Regions from separate parts of the Cyprinus carpio genome. Here region 1 is linked to region 2. A link is a contact called in public Hi-C data. All regions are on one chromosome and are shown on one strand. The core of a region is the stretch at or near the end of the contact, and the rest is flanking DNA. Distances in the headings are between cores, read along the strand shown.

What was found. A called contact is a pair of places that touch in the nucleus more often than the background predicts.
Region 1: a Hi-C map of liver shows a contact between it and region 2, with 10 times the contacts expected there. The contact joins the enhancer-like site here to the promoter of LOC109111997 in region 2. A contact is called at or near these places in 8 of 8 Hi-C or Micro-C datasets (liver, red blood cells and skeletal muscle).

What each region holds. Positions count from the first base shown.
Region 1 is chrB19:22,741,482-22,744,329 of ASM1834038v1, forward strand. No RefSeq gene overlaps it. Among protein-coding and RNA genes, the nearest start is that of LOC109111989, 15 kb to the left of the region's middle. Within about 2 kb of position 1,295, at least 1 of the 8 cell types and tissues checked has an H3K27ac peak or open chromatin away from gene starts, as enhancers often do.
Region 2 is chrB19:22,669,228-22,672,205 of ASM1834038v1, forward strand. LOC109111997 (endothelin-1-like) reads right to left here and starts at 1,436. Exons shown (of 5, transcript XM_042745584.1): 1 at 873-1,436; 2 at 329-479; 3 at 82-219. The coding sequence starts at 1,053.

The DNA of each region.
Region 1 (2,848 bases), core at 45-2,544, 72 kb after region 2:
CCGAAGTTGTAATTAAAACAAAGATTATTGGAATACATTTTACAGGAAAATCTACTTTTACATTTTCTACTTGAAAATTTAATGCTCAAATCAATGTGTTCTTGACATTTCTTTGTAATTATTTGTGAAATTTATTTGCAATTTCTGGGTGACAATTGGAAATCCTACACCAAATTTTGTCCAGTGTACAGTTAGTTTAAGAAAATCTAGAGCAAGTTAGTTTGATTTTGGCTGAGCCACTTGCCTTATGTAATCTCAGTTATCCTGACCATTTGTCTTTAAGAAAACACTGCTAATCATGGCTTTCCAAGGGCTTGGCGTGGAAAAGGTCAGTGGAACTGCTCGGAATGTCTTGGATAAAAACAGCACCGAGCGAAGGGTGGCAGGGAGACGCCAAATCTGCAGAGAAACATTGCTGACGGCTCATTAGCACTGCCTGAATGCCTCTTCAAAATGTCAGGCCCAGGTCAGACCGGAAGGTGAGATCCACGAGCTGATGTCTGGGGAGGTCTGATAGAGTTGAAGCCATTGTGAAGGATTGGGGACCTGCACCTTGCACACCACTGTTGAGGCTGACACACACTTGGCATTTCACATGCTCACAGAGAACTAGAAAGTTTGCATAACTGATGGAGAAAATCTGGGAAAATTCAGGGCTGATTGCTGTTTTAAGAACTGATGAGGATGTGGAGATCACAACCAGTCTTTTAAGACAGAATATACACACACACATAGAAGGGTTTTAGTATTGATGTCAGAATATAAAAATATAACACCATCAGAAATTTAAAAAGTCTAGCAGAAAACTGAAACTTATCTTATTTCAGCGAGCTGCCAAGAAAAAAAAAATCTCATTATTGTTCAGTTTAAATATTGTTAAAATAACTAAAATAAAAACTGAAATATATATTTTTTAAAAAACAATGTAAATATTTAAATAAGTAAATAAGAAAAAATGACAAAACACAATACAAAACACTTAAAACTTAAAACTAAATTAATTAAAAAAGGACTATTTAAAAAAATTAAAATAAAACACATTAGTAAACTTTAGCTAAAAATAAAAATAAACATGGAAAATATAAAAATAAAAAACATCTGCTTGACCCCAGCTGCAAAGCATGTTTGGTAGCCAGCAATATCACACTGTAATATTTTCTTAAAGTTAAAATACATTAGGATTTTCCATTTGACAGTATCTGATTAAATGCATGAGCTGGAGACATGGCACACTGGTAAGCATGCAAGCAGTTTCAAGGCTGGCTTGCATCAAACATTTATGCATTTAGCAAAAGCTTTTATCCAAAGTAACAACACTGCACTGAAGGCACACTTCAGCTTATCAGTTCATGCATTCCCTGGGAACCAAACCTATGACCTTGGCATTTCTACACCGTGATCTACTGTATTAGCTACACAAATCCAGAATGGAAACATATCCCAAGTAATTTTATGCAGTTTTGTCAAATAATAAATTTCATAGGGCAGTCAGCAATTTTATGCTACCTTGTAAGACATCTAGTTCTGGCCAAATTTACAAGTATCCCAGAAGTCATTGCAATCAGTCAATCAAAATTTGGCTTACCTTACGAAAAAGAAGTTTATTCAAGTGTGCTATTAGTATACTTCTTTTAAACAAAAAATAGGAAAGTATGCTTTTAGTTTAGTTTTTATGTACTTCTCATAAATGGGCTTTATGTACTTCTCAGAAATATACTAAAATGACATTTAAGTATACTTGACTTATACTTACAAAAAGTCTAAATATACTTGAACTTTACTTAAGTATACTTAATAAAATAAACTTGAAGTATACTACTTTTTGGTAAGGGTTGCCCTACTAGTAGGCCTATACCCTATTTGTGTCTAAATGGTTATCCAACATTTTCCTTTTTTATTAAACAACACAGTCTCAATAACTGTGAGGGATCCAAACAAAAGGAGTCTGGTAATGATGTCTTCCTTCAGATCACCTAATGCTTGGCAGTAAACACGTGTGCCTGCATAGAAAGTGAGAGCCACAGACGCCACCTTGTGGTTATTGTTGGACAATTAAGACAGGTTTATTACAGTTAAATAAAAAAATAAATAAAAAAAAAACCTTAATTGAATTAAAATAAATATTAACAGAAATAAAATGAGAAATATAGAAAAACTTTATTTTAGTTAGCTGCCATTTTCATTTTCATTAACATTAACGATACATTAAAAATACCTAAACCTAAAGAAAAATTAATTAAAATTGCATAGAGATTGCATAAAAAGATGTCAAAACACAAAATGACCAAAACTTAAACTAAAATGAAAACAAAAACACATTTTAAAAAAATAAATAAATAAAAAGGGAGCACATTAAAAATAAATAAATAAAAATATTAGTTAAAAAATTAAATTAATAAAAATTACATAGACAAATAAAAAAAGTGTCAGAAACACAAAATGAGTAAAACTTTAACTAAAATAAAAATAAAAATGGAACATTTAAAAAATTAAATAAAAACTGTAATAATATCAGTAGTATTAAAATAACACTGAGCCACACTTTGTGATTAATGTTTGAACTTTGTGTAGTCACATCCATAAATAAAAAACAGCATCTTTTTTGAAAAGAGACTGATTATGCAACTGACATATCTGAGTCTAATAAAATTCTTAATGTCCTTGGATTTTCTGGAACAAAGAACAAATATGCAGGTAAAAGACAAAGGGAGTGATTTTTTTTTTAGTCAGTGACACGTGTCCGCGGCTCTCCTCTTAGGGGTCGGTGGCTGGCGCCGGGACAGCAGGTGACAGCTGGCCTGTCATCGCACGCGACCACCCGCTGTTGTCCCGACAAAGCCCTCCACCA
Region 2 (2,978 bases), core at 186-2,685:
TTGAAATTGGTCTTCAGATTAAAACTATCTGGCTTTGAGCTATGATGACGTTCATGTTATTAGCATTCAGTGTGTACTTACGCATTGTTCGGCTGACAGAATGAAGAGCATGTTTTGTCTTGGCTATCTGCACATTTGCAGCGTGACTTGGGCACAACAGGTTCTGTTATTGAGCGCTTCTTACGTGGAGCGTTTCCAAGTCCATATGACACTGTTCGCCTGAGGGAAAGAAAAAATAATTAGAAGACAATGTTAGTCATGCCATCCTTCAAAAATGATTTAAAGATTTATTTATTTTCTTTTTAAGTCATGAACTATAATGACTTACTCTGGTGTGTTGACCCATATTATGTCCAGGTGGCAAAAGTAGACACACTCTTTATCCATAAAACTTGCGCAGGAACACCTCTTAGTCCTGGAGTGTCGCACAGAGATCGGCGTGCCTTGTGCTGTGCCATGACCCAAAGATGCTGGAGCAGCTAAAATTACAAAATTATGTTGAATTCATAAGGTTTTGCAACATAAAGAATTCTACCTACAAGCACGCACTGTGATTTTTACACTGTGTTTGATGGACTGGAAAAGCTATAATTTGTCACGCTCAATTAAAAATTACAGTGATGCTCGTCATATAGTCTACGAGAATATTAAAACTTTATCTTGCATGTGTTTATAGGTTGTTTAAGCAAGGTCTTAATGCACTACTCTTATACTTAATCACACCTGCACTTTTAGGTCTGTATTTTGACACGTTACAGATTGTTTAATACTTAATGTAAACTTTAAAAACTTTTAACAGTAATTAAGAAAACTATTTTAAAAGCACTCAAATAATCTTTAACACAAATATTGGATGTAAATTAAGTACATACCCAAGTCAAAAAATCCAGATGACAGCATGGACAACACTGGGAAAATAATCCTCAAATCCATTTTATTTAATCTTATGCAAATCCCTGATTCGGCGCAAATTGTGATAATCCAATAAATTCGCAAACTGCTCAAAAGGTTCTGTTTTGCTCTATTAAACTGCAGTCTTCTCAGTGCACTCATGCATCTTTCTGTAATCCAGAGCACACTCCTGTACAGGAGCGCTTATATACGCGCCTTCTCCGCCTCCCGCCCGCTCGCTCGCGCGAACACAATGCTGTTTGTTAATAGTCACCGACAAGCAACGTGTGGAGCGAGATAAGAACTTTGTATTCCTGAGATTCCAGCGGGATGGAGACGCCGGGCGGCCGACTGGTGCCAAGTTTTTTAATGGTAAGCTGTTTTAACTGAGTACAGTTTTCATACGGAGCAGTAGAGGGCGCGCGAATACAGACCGCTCAGACCTGAGACTCCAAACGAGGTTTCTCTTCAGGAATACTGTGAGTAATAAATGTAGTGTTATTTGTATTTCTGTCTATTATATACAGTGTTGGGGAGTAACTAGTTGCATGTAACGGAGTTACGTAATTTAATTTCAAAATAAATGTAACTGTAATCAGTTACATTTACCGAGAAAAAATGTGTAATTAAAAAAAGTGACGTGACATTCAGCCAAGTATGGTGACCCATACTCAGAATTTGTGCTCTGCATTTAACCCATCCGAAGTGCACACACACAGAGCAGTGAACACACACACACACTGTGAACACACACCCGGAGCAGTGGGCAGCCATTTTATGCTGCGGCGCCCGGGGAGCAGTTGGGGGTTCAGTGCCTTGCTCAAGGGCACCTAAGTCATGGTATTGAGGGTGGAGAGAGCGCTGTACATTCACTCCCCCCACCCACAATTCCTGCCGGCCCGAGACTCGAACTCACAACCCTTCGATTGGGAGTCCGACTCTCTAACCATTAGGCCACGACTTCCCTTATAATTACATTACACTAATCAACATTTGAAGTGGATCAAAACCTTTCATCAAATTTGTCCTAAAACCTAAAACGCGTTTTTGTCTTAGGACAACTTTGATTAACTTTTCTGATCCACTTCAAATGTTGACTACTATAGTTACTTATGAAAATGTTAATGATCACAAAGGGTGTTACATCTGAATGTCATAGCTATGCAAAGATTTGACTTCAGAAACAGTAACAAAGCTATTAAACTATTCCTTATCGTTTTAAATCTGTATTTAACCTCTGAATGATCTCAGAGTAGATCAAAGTGAGTTTGTGGTGGCAGTTTTTAAAAAAAATAAATTATTGTAATCTTAATTCAAATGATAAAGGATTCTGAAAAAGCTCACAGTAATCAGTGTTGTGTGCTACTGTAAACTTAACCCTGCCTGGTTCAAAGGTTTTAAAAATGATTATCAGTTGAAAACATTTGTTAGAAATGTAGCCTTTGAACTGATTTATCAAATGTAATCAGTTACATTACTTTAGTAAAGTAATTGAAATAGTTACACTACTAATTAAATTTTAAATAAGGTAATTTTTAATCTGTAACCTATTACATATCCAAGGTAACCTACCCAACAACACTGATTATATATTTATATAGTGTAGACTGGGGATAGATACGTTTCAAAGTGTAGTTAAATCAAAATGTCAATTTTTTTTTTTTTTTTTTTTTTTTTTTTTTTACTTTAAAGTTTTGGCTATAAAAAAAACAATTGAACATATTCATCCATATTGCCCAGTAAAGTTAATTGAAGTTAACTGGAGCACTCAATATGGGGTAAATTGTCACAGATTAACTTGCTGTTAAACAGAATAGGCTTTTTAGCACAACTTAATTTGTTAATCGATTAGTTTGTAATTGTAATTGATTTAGATTCAAAGAGTAATTTCAAATCATTTTGGTGTGTATAAATCATTGCAGATTAAGTATATTAAGCAATACTAGCAGCAGTTTAGCCTCTAGCTCTGTCCCTGCCCAATGGAAAACCCAGTTAATGGAAACTCAGGCCAGTTTATGCTCACAATTTGCTACCCTCCACCCGCTTCAAAAATGTATTAAATATTACAGCGCAAAGATTCCATATGT